Linked DNA regions of Podarcis muralis: region 1 is linked to region 2. The links are chromatin contacts, called in public Hi-C maps. All regions are on one chromosome and are shown on one strand. The core of a region is the stretch at or near the end of the contact, and the rest is flanking DNA. Distances in the headings are between cores, read along the strand shown. Region 1 holds the start of SREK1IP1 (SREK1 interacting protein 1). Region 2 holds the start of SREK1 (splicing regulatory glutamic acid and lysine rich protein 1).

Evidence for each region. Hi-C and Micro-C count contacts between places; a contact is called where the count stands out from the background.
Region 1: a Hi-C map of blood shows a contact between it and region 2, with 3 times the contacts expected there. The contact joins the promoter of SREK1IP1 here to the promoter of SREK1 in region 2. A contact is called at or near these places in 2 of 3 Hi-C or Micro-C datasets (blood and tail).

The regions. Positions count from the first base shown.
Region 1 is chr11:41,034,603-41,040,002 of rPodMur119.hap1.1, reverse strand. It overlaps SREK1IP1 (SREK1 interacting protein 1), which reads right to left and starts at 4,026. Exons shown (of 5, transcript XM_028749202.2): 1 at 3,524-4,026. The coding sequence starts at 3,536. It overlaps CWC27 (CWC27 spliceosome associated cyclophilin), which reads left to right and starts at 4,232. Exons shown (of 16, transcript XM_077936334.1): 1 at 4,232-4,474. The coding sequence starts at 4,433.
Region 2 is chr11:40,497,573-40,503,317 of rPodMur119.hap1.1, reverse strand. It overlaps SREK1 (splicing regulatory glutamic acid and lysine rich protein 1), which reads left to right and starts at 3,373. Exons shown (of 12, transcript XM_028749161.2): 1 at 3,373-3,579. The coding sequence starts at 3,419.

The DNA.
Region 1 (5,400 bases), core at 2,777-5,276, 540 kb before region 2:
CATACAAACTAAGCAACACTCTAGTTTGCATGAAAAAGCTCCGCTGAATGAATTCATTTCCATAGAAACTGCAGAGGCCAAAATAAAATTAACAGAATTGTACTGATGGTGGTAGGTACATAAATAGCCCATTACTTAAAAGATAATTCAATTCCAAACTCTCCCCATGTATATATCTAATGAGCTGATTAAGGTTTTGCAGATCATTTTGAATAGCCATTGCAATAGCAAAACAAAACATCTACTGGGATATTTATTTATTTTATTTTTAAAAATCTAATTACTGTACAAACTAGATTCTGAGGTTTAGCAACTCCACTCAGCTTATCCATACTATTCAATTATTACTGCATGCAACAGAAAAGGTAGATTTAAAAATAAACTTTCACCTTGGAAATATGATTAATAATCTTTATACAGTAAATGGATTTCTACCTGGGATAAAAATGGATCAAATGTCCATCTTATTCTCTTGGAAGAAGGCATTGCATAGGATTTGTACTGTAAGCTGCTTTGTGGAGGATTTCCCCCAAAGCAGGCTATGAATCCCTCAAATAACTAAATAAATAAATACAGAAAATACAGGGGTAGCCTATAGCAACCTCCAGGTGTTACTGAACTCTAGCTTGCATCATCCCTGGTCACTGGCTATGCTGATCAGTGTTGGAGGTGAACAACATCTAGAGGCTCCATGTTGGTCCCTTGTGAGATAATATTTATAGTGGTTGTTGAACTTATTTAAATCAACTTAAGCCAAACTGTTGGATATTAATATGAACTTCTAACTTGGGACAACAGTTTGCTACATCATACTCCACGCTCAAAGAAGATTGCTTTGTTGTTATATTATACACTTTTGCTTAGTTTAGTATGTGCAACATTTCCAAAGGAAAGAAACTAAAACAGTGGAAATGTCAAAACAAATGTAGTATCAAATCCTGGTATAAATATGGGACTTTCTCATCATTCTCAACTGTCATGCCCATAAGAATTTCTAAGGAATAAGATAAACTGAACTTTTCAAACTTGGTATGTAATATATACTTGATATATCCCACAAAGTTTTGACATAACAATTATTTGTGTTGTGTTTTTACACAACATTGTAACATGAACTGTATTTTGGGCTTGTAAACTTGGTTTTTCTTCTCCTCTGTTTTGTTGTTTATATATTTTTAGTGGGGAGATATCAATATAAAGTCTAAACCAAGTGTGAGATGTTGTTTGACTACAACTCCCATCATCCCTGAAGGCACTAGTTCTTACTTCTGGTTTAAAAAAAATAGATTTTCCATCTCAACTATAAATTCTAGGAAAGGGGAATAAATGTTCTTCCTTTTCTAAAGGAAGTTCTATAATCAAGTATGTTTTTTAAATCTATATTTCACATAGCCTTTGGAAAGCATTACTGATTTCAGAATGTGCACAAGTTTATAAGAAGCAAGGATTTCTGCAGCCCCCTTTTTAAAACCTTGCACAGTTCTAAAATCCATTATGTCACTGTTTATTCAAATACTCCACCCACTTAATAAGAAGAAACTAATTATATTATGCTTTGATAATATGCTATTATCAAAATAATCATTATATTGTTATGGTGCCTTTTTGGTAAACAGTGCCACCACGGGGAGAAACATGCAACCCATTAGCACTTCCGACCAGAAGTGGATTGACATGCTGTCCGCACTTGGGTTCCGGACAATTGTGGTACAAATTTGATGCAGCAGCTGCAGACCTGCTTATTTAAAACTGGGTCTGCCCCCATCACATATAAATATGAAGCCCAAAGTTTAAAGCAAAAAGGCATGTGAGTAGTTCTAAAGACTTATCTGTCCACAGGTGCCTTCCCACCTGCTTCTTCCTTGATGTCACTCCCCAACCCCTCCTGATTGGACCCTAACACCAAAGGCAAGCCCAGCTTGGAGAAAAGCCGGGGTGGGGGGCAGAGACAAGAACCAATGGGTCAATAATAGCAGACATATTCCAACAACCACTGACCCAAGCATGACCCCTCTTGCTAATTTTCTTATCTACATGCACCTGAATGCTCAAAGTAAATAAATGCAGGTGGTAGTAATATTTATTCTTCCTTGTCTAAGTCAGGGGAGTGCCAAAGACTGATTTCTCAGTTATGTGTGAGGAATTTTTGTTTGCATAAGTTTGCCTCAAAGGGCTTTAGTAAAAACTTTTGCTTTTTCCTCATATCAATTCCTAGAAAGTTACTAGGACTGAATGTATTTGCTGACAGCTCAAAAATCATTTGAAGGCAGTTTCTTCTGCATGTGTGTTCTTAAAATCAACTCTCAACTAATCCAAGGTGTCACCTGTCCCCTCTCCTGTCGACCAGGTGCTGGAAACCGCAGCAGGGCTAAGTGCTCTTGAGCTCAGGTCCTGCTTGTGGCTTTTCCATAGGCAACTGGAAGGCCACTGTGAGAACAGGATGCTGGCCACTAGCCTGATCCAGCAGGACACAGGACACTTGATGTTTCCTGGACACAGTAGCATCAGAGAAGTTCAGCTAGTCTAGGAGCAGGCATTTGCCGCTTTCCTCTCATAGGGCACAACTTTACATGGCCAGAGTGATCCAGCAGGAGGGGCCTGCTGTATACAGCAATAGGAAGCTGCCTTATCCCAAGTCAGTTTATTTCTCCATCTTGTCTAGTATTGTGTACTCTGACTGGCAAAGGCTCTGCCGAGTCTCCATATTACAATTGTAGGAATCCACCCCTCCCAACTCTAATGAAATTATTATCTTTTAAGTCATATTTTCTCTCCCTTTTTTTATTAAAAATGAATAACAAATTCAGTAGAAAAGGGGAGGCATGCAGGAACAGGGAAGTACTGAGAGAGCCATTTTACAATTTATCATGATATGAATACTGTCACCTAAGGTTTTTTTTTTACAATAACAGCAGCAGAACACTGCTCGTACCTCTTTTAACACTTGGAGATCAGATTAGATTTTTGGTGAACAACGGGCCCTGTGAAACTACACATTAAAAAACAAACAAACATCACAACCGCAAGAAGTATACAGATACCGTAATCCAATTCCTATTATTATTTCTTTTAGCTAAGCCCGGTAAATTTACACAGCTGAAACCTTCCATCTGAAGTTCTTGCGTGTGTAAAGAATGCAAAGCAAAACAAGACTGTTCAGTTTAAAGTTCAGTTTAAAGTTCCGCATTTTAAGCACACATTCCCTCCCCGACAGAGCAAGAGTCACGCCCCTAAACATCACAACTCCTACAAACTCCACTGAGTTCGGCAGGATTTAATCCCCAAACTGCAATCCCGACCATTTACTTCAGAACAAATCCCACTGAATTCAGTAGGGTCTACTTCTGAGTAGGCATGCACAGGACTGCAGCTGCTCCCCGGGACTCCCTTCCACTCGAGAGCACGTTGGGCTCTTCCCCTCGTCCTCGGTTTGAGCGGCAGGAGATGCAGCAGCGGTGACTTTCCACACGGCCACGATCTCGCGCGTGGCCCTTCCGCGCCCCACCCCGTTTGGACCGCTCACCTGGCAACGCCATGCAGCCCCCGACCGAGACGCCACGATGCCCCGCTCTTGGCCGGACGAGGTAGCAATGGCAGCGCTTCCCCGCCGGAAAACTTTGACCCGAGCACGAGTGGCGCGTACCATCAGGCAGAGAAGAGGGGTGGAGGGAGGAGAAAGAGGGGCGGTATTGCCAGGGAGACAAGTGAAAGAACTGCAGATAGGGAATCCATTTCTGATTCCCGGAGAAAAAGCTTGAAGGCTGACAGGAGAGGCCCTTCGCTCATCCCCGGACGAAGGTGTCCCAGGCCACTCAACTGTCACAGAAACCCTGCAGTAGTGCGATAGTCCCCTTCCTATGAGCCGCTCCTAGCCAAAGGAGGCGGGCTGCCTAGTTGATTGGCAGCGCTTCTGGCCCTTGTCAATCGGAATGAAAGTAGCCCAGTAGCTAAAGAAGAAGAAAAAAAACACTTAAAGGACTTTTCTTTAATCCCACGCATACTGTAAGAGTTTTTCCATCTCCACCGTTCTAGGGCGGATAGAAACAGTTGCGGCGCCGCAACCCGGCCGGAAGACTTTGTACCTGACACAGCGGATTGTACCAGTATCCCAGATCTGCGGGGGGATGCGCCTCCCCTGCTTTGAGAGGAAACAGCACAGTTCCCTTCGTGGAGCGGATGCTTTAGCTCAGAGGCTCTTGAAATAGGTTTGTGTGGGCGGGGGGATTTTTGTTTGGCCTTCGAGGGTGCGGATGGGAAGCTTGGCTTCTTTTCAGCGTTGTTCCCCCCCCCCTCGGATAGAAGTGGTAGTTCCCGGCTTCCAACATGGCGGGAGCTTCGCCCTGGATTCCCGTTTAACGGAGTTCCGTGCGTCCGCCTTCTCCCGGGTCCGGGGACCGCCGCTCAGTGAGCCAGCTGCGCCCAAGCCCACACCATGAGTAACATCTACATCCAGGAACCGCCGACGAATGGCAAGGTTAGGGAGGGGGTAACACGAGCAATCATTCTCTCATACTGAAATTTTGGTAAATTATAACTACTTGGATGCAACCTGTGAGGATAAATTTAATGTAATCTATGGTATTTTTGTTTATCTATGTGGTCCAGATTGTCCTCAGTGCACACATTTCCCAGTGTTCCAGATTAAGGAGAGTTTACTTCTCTGAGAAATTGGCGAAGTCAAAATGGAAATTGGAAAAGTGAAAATAGGCTCTGTTCTGTGCTTGGTGGGCTCAAGGGACTCAGACACTACCCTCCTTTTCTAATGTTGTTTATCAAGGAATACTGGCTTGTCTGGAACATTAATAGAGCTAAAAGTGAAGAGATACTCTGTTTCCAACCTCTGACCAAAATGTAGCTTTGGGAATTAGGGACTGCCTGTGGTTGCCACTCCAAACACCAGGCCAGCTCAGCCCCAAAGCTGAGTAGCTGCTGTCCTTGGAAAGGGTCTTCTGATGAAGATGCTATACAGATGGCACCACCCTCCCCGAAAATTCGCTAAAATGTATAAAGACAGGTCGCCAACATGCTGGAGATGTAAAAAGGATATAAGGTCATATTTCCATATGTGGTGGAACTGTGTAGTTATCCATGAATTTTAGAATAACATCTATAGTGAACTTAAAAACTATTTAAATTTACATTTAAAAAAAGACCAGAGATCTTCCTATTAGGAATACTATCAATAGAATTCAAAAAATATATAAGACCATTGTTTATTTACGCAATCACGGCAGTGAGAATAATAGTGGCAAGAAACTGGAAAAATGAAACCTTACCAACGATAATAGTGTGGCAAAGTCTTATGATAGAATACCTGCAACTAGCAAAACTGACGGGAAGAGTCAGAGGAGTGTCAAACCAGAAAGTATATGGAGAATGGAAAATATTTAGAGAATATCG
Region 2 (5,745 bases), core at 2,124-4,623:
TTCACACACACACCTCCCTGTCTTTGCACGCCACCAAGCAGAGGTGTTTTAAGGGTAGTGCACCTGGTTCATCCACAATGGGTGCTGTGCCGCACGGGGCTTCACAACAGTGCTGTAGAATGGGTGCCAAATTTTAGCATTGCATAGGGCGCCACTGAAATGTGAGAGCCCAAAGTCTGGCGCTGAGCATAATTGGGGGAGAAGCAAGATGGAGCCATGTGAAACTGCGCACTTTGCCTCTAAGTTGCTCCCCTCCTGGCCAGGGAGACCTCAGACACCTTGCTCACTTGCTCATTCTTGTCCTCCCACCCATCCTTCCATACCTATCCCGTGGGTTGACCCAGCTAGTGGTTTTGGTGGTGTGGTCCATGTAGACTTTGTTGTTGTAGTTGTTGTAGTCGCAAGCGTCCTCTCAGCCCTTGGTTAACAGCAGCTGCTGCTCACTCATCTTTTCTGCTGCCAGCAGCAGCAGCAGATGGACAGAGCAAGCCCAGCAGCAGCCCCTTGCAAAGAGCTCAACAACTCATGCAAAGGATTTTGTTTTTCTTGTAAATTTCCTCTCGGGAAAAGGTTGCAACATCTGAGGTTAATGACACATTGTGTGATGAAAGCAAATAGATAGATGGTTTTTCACCCTCCTAATACTAGACCTGAAGGAGTGTTTCCACCTCCATCATTCAGCCCAGACACTGAGATTCAGCTCCAAGGGCCTTCTGGCAGTTCCCTCATTGCAAGAAGTGAGATTACAGGGAACGAGGCAGAGGGCCTTCTCGGCAGTCGTGCCTGCCCTGTGGAATGCTCTCCAGTCAGATCTCAAATAAATAGACAACTATCTGACTTTTTAAATAAGACATCTAAAAGCAGCCCAGTATAGGGAGGTTTTTAATGTGTGACATTTTATGGTGGTTTTATAATTTGCTGGAAGCCGCCCAGAGTGGCTGGGGCAACCCAGTCAGATGGGGGGGGGGGCATATAAATAATTTTTTGTTGTTGTTATAGGCCTTGTGATAAATGAAAGGAGCTGAATGTTGAAAATTCAGAAAGACTTCTGGACACAGTGGATGGCTAAATATGGAATGTGCTTAAACAATGTTTGATGGCTGCTAAAGATAGATTTAAAATGAGTTAGACATACAGAGGATAAGTATCCATGATTATAAGTTATGATGGCTATATGTTATCTCCAGCATCAGAGGAAGCATGCCTCTGATTATTAATTGCTGCCAGGGAGAAATACTTCTTGCTATTGCACTCATGTTCTGCTTGTGGGTGTACCTTTATATGCCCAACTAATCATTGAGTTCTGCAGGAGAGGGCATCCTGAATATAGCATATAACAAGGAGCCCTGTTCTTGTGTAGTGTCGGAATCAAGCATTTTGTTGTGTAGGCTTCTGCCCTTTGGAATTCCCCCTCCCCCATTACATATCAGACAGACATAAATCTCAGTTGTCTTTTATGTACCTGTTGAATAGTTTCTCCTTTCAACAAGCCTTTTAACGCTAATAACCCAGTTGGTATCCATATTGGATTTGAATTTGTTTTTATGTGTGTAACTGCTTTTAATTGTTTTAATGTATGCATTTGCTTTAAATGTTTTTACATTTGTGATTGTTTTGCGTAAGCCTTTTTGTACAATGAAACTGCTTTGAAATGCTTCATAGGAAGTTATTCCATACTGAAATAAATAACCTAGTTAACCACTATGTGAAGAGCATGCTTAACTCGAACAGGCCTTTGGTCTGATTTGGCAGGGCGGCTCTTATGTCCTTATCCCTGAATTCAATGCCAGATGCATATGGTAGCATTCATAGAATCATAGAATTGTGGAGTCGGAAGGGATCACAAGGGTCATCTGTTCCAATCCCCTGCAATGCAGGAATATTTGCCCAATGTAGGGCTTGATCTCACGACCCTGACATTAAAGAGTATCATGCTGTACTGGCAGAGCTATTCCAGCTGTCATTCATGCGAGGTAAATTATATATGCCAAACAATTCAATGCAGTTCTCAAACTCTTGGTGGTAATAGGTTACTGTGGCTGTCAAAGGTTCTGGGTACAGATAGGTAGCCGTGTTGGTCTGCCATAGTCAAAACAAAAAAAATTCCTTCCAGTAGCACCTTAAAGACCAACTGAGTTAGTTCTTGGTATGAGCTTTCGTGTGCATGCACACTTCTTCAGATAAGGTTCTGGGGAGTGTCATGCCATCTAGATTCCATCTATGATCATCTATACTGATGACAAACCATTCCTTCATTTCTTCATATGGAACCCTCGGAAAAAATGTTCCTAACAGAACTCGGTAAATTGGTATTAGAATAAATAAATTGCAAGCTGGAGAACTTCTCTTTACAGTAATCAGCCAATGCAATGCAAATAAATTAATATGACAGTTATCAGTACCAGCCACCCAAGTCCCAACACCATGCAAATGAAAACTGGCACCTGAATGGCAGGTGTGTGGAACCTTTGTGCAGCTGCCCAAAGGTGGTCCTCCACTCTTCTTCATCAGGCCCTTAGGACTCTTTTCCAGAGCATGGCTGAGGACGGTAGGGGGTAAGGCCTGATGAGGGACAGCCAATGGCCAGATAAAGCTTGGATGGCTACATTTGGCCCTCAGTTCCGACTCCCCCCCCCCCCCCCGCGCCGTGTTTAGTTGGGAGTGCAGGGGTTATGCAGGCATAATTGGTTTATGTATAAGTGGATGCAAGGTCCAGGATGCACCTGGGATTACTGCAGCAAATCAGTAGTAAGGGCTGTTTGTCCATTTTTGAAAACACAAAATCTAGACAGGAGCGAGAAAACTGTGGCCCTCCAGATGTTGTTGAACGCCTGTTCCCATCAGCCCCCATCCAGCATGGAAAATGGTCAGGGATGTTGAGTTCAGCATAATTTGGAGAGCCTGATCTCTCATCCATTCTCTCTCCATCCATCTATGAAACCTCTCTCTGTTGTGGCATTTTTTGTAAAAAACAATTCTTTTGATTTTTAATATGGGATATGCAAAAAATTCACCCCACCTAACAGGGAAATCGATTCTGCTACTTGAGGCTTCTAATGCGTCAACTGCGGTGCATGTGGATACTGGAGAGGGAAAGGGCAGGAGGCACTGCGTATAGTGCAATTTAGGGATTGTTTATTCCATATGCTTCGACATTTTTTGTCCGTCCACCCCCTGCCCGTCTCTCAGGTGCTGCGCTGCCTCAACAATCACAAAAAAAGCCCTCCGTTTCCTAGCTAAAAGCCGCATAGAGGAGACGAACAAGGGGCCGCCTCAACGCCAGGGCGCAGCCGCGTTCTCTCGGAAGTTGCGCGAGTGCGGACGCTCTAGGAAGCTCCGCCGTTTCTTTCTCGGTGGTGACTTCCGTCTCCTCGCTTCTGTGCGTTAGTTCGGCCGAGACAGCAAACTTGCCGCCATCATGATGAACAGCGGCGGCATCGGGGTGCCTCTCGGCTTCCCTTTGACCCCTACTTCGGTTATCCAAGTCACCAATTTATCATCGGCGGTCACTAGCGAGCAGATGCGAACGCTCTTCGGTTTCTTAGGTGACATCGAGGAGTTGCGTCTCTACCCTCCGGAGTAAGTTGAGGCCCGAGCAGGGCCCTCGGGGCCATAGAGAATGGCGGGAATGACAATCCTTGAGGCAAGGGGAGAGCGAGAAACGGACCGGATGCCGCGCCCGCCATCTTGCTTTCGGGTGCCGAGCGTCTCGCTTCATAGTGGTTGCGTCATTGGGCAGCATCTGTTCTACGGAGAAGGAGAAGCTGCCCGTAATTAAGATGGCGGCCAGTGACTGTTCCCCCCCCCCCCAAAAAAAACCTGCCAGTTTCTCCTCAGCCGCAGTCCCTTCAGCGTTTCTCTCCCTTTCTCTGGGTGATGGTTCTGGGAAAGGCCGCGGTTGCGGAAGCGAAATGCGGGCTCCCTAGAGGCCTAAGCCGCTTTTCGTGCTTCCTCGAGGCTCTCATCGGCGTTGCGTTTAGCAAAGACGCCATGTAGGAGAAATCTGGCTCCTCGGGGATCCTGCTCTCCTTTCCCCCCGAATCTCGTTCCTTGCACTGCGTTGCATCCAAGGCTAGGCTAGTGACTAGTTACTCGGGAGTAAGCCTTATTCACATCAACAGCGCTTGCTTCCGTGTAAAGCTGCAATCCTTTGCGTGCAGCTTGGGAACATATATCATTTAAATTAATGGTCCTTACATTATAAGTTTCCAATAAGTGCGCATAGGAAGGGATTGTAAGGGATGCACAGTAGACCATATTTCTTAACAAGGCATGAGGGAAAGTTTCGTTTATTTTACTTAGCGATTTTATATTCTTTGCCTCCCCCCCCTTCCCTCAAGCACTTGTAAATGGCAGAGAGATTTGGGACTACTCAAATATGAATGGGATGTTAGCAGAATAAACTTTTAATTAGTATTAGGGCTTCAACCTTGTGCTTGCTGGGAATAATAATAATAATAATAATAATAATAATAATAATAATTTATTCATACCCCGCCCTCCCCAGCCAGGGCTGGGCTAAGGGCGGCTAACACCAAATATGAATTACAATAAAACGTAATAGAAACAACAACAACAAACATAAAACAGTTAATTAAAATATGGCTTAAAATACACAAACAGCCTAGAAGTAATGGGAAGCCATTGTTTTTGATGTGCAACCAGGAACTTGTCTTATTGTGCACCACTTCTCGCTTACTGATATTGAATCTCTTCTGCCATTCTGTTTCCTGTTACCTATTTTGGAGAGATCCTTTCTAGCTTTTCACAGATTTCTTGGGATTTTACAATCATAAATAAATTGATGCTGTTCACCTGCACTCTTCAAACACACTCCTTAAGATCTAGTCTTCGCAGTCTTAATCTGCATGTTATCAGACAATGTTATACAATCCTAGGTTCTATTAATTTAAGCTCATGGGAGAGCCGACTGCCCCAAGAGTTCAAGGTGTCAACTTGTGCGGAATGAAGTGGCTGCATTTGACAAATACTGAAATATTAAAATGTTCCCATGATACTTTGTAGAGTTTATGCCAGGGTGATTAAAAATGAGTGTGCAGATTCAGCATCAAATGGGTGGTAGAGACGACTTCTTAAAGGAATTGGCCGTATTTCCAGAAGGATACCAGCTATAAAAGTGTTCCACCATTTCTTAAAAATCTTAACTGAAGATCTTAAAGCACATGCAGAAGTTTGCCTAATGTACAATTTTATTTCATTTAACTGTAGCATTGGTCATTTACAGAATGCTGTTAAAATATTTTAATTACTGAATTATATTTATTATATTTAAATTATATTTTAATTACTGAATGTTTCTTTGCTAGTATTTGAATTATTTTTAGGAGAAGAGTTTTATTTATATTCTGTATTAAAAAGTAAAGACCAATGCAGATGCAACATGATCATGATTGTTAATTGTGATTAAGAAGCTAGGTATAGTCATTCAGATTCTAAAAGCTGAATTCAGGGTTTTTTTGACCATGATTAAGGCTGCTCAGTGTTCATTCCTAACCATGGTAAAGGGTTTGTGTATGCATTGATGAAACATGTTCACATGAACTAGAGAACCTGTAGGTGGATATAGTGCAGTTTTACATCCTGATCCCTTAACTGTAGTTAATGGATAAGTTAGAGTTATATTTGTACCAGCCTAAAGTAATCTGATACTATGTGGAAAACCTATTTCAGTTTTCATGTTCTGTAGGTCTGTAATTTTTAGAATTACATTTGCATTAATATTTA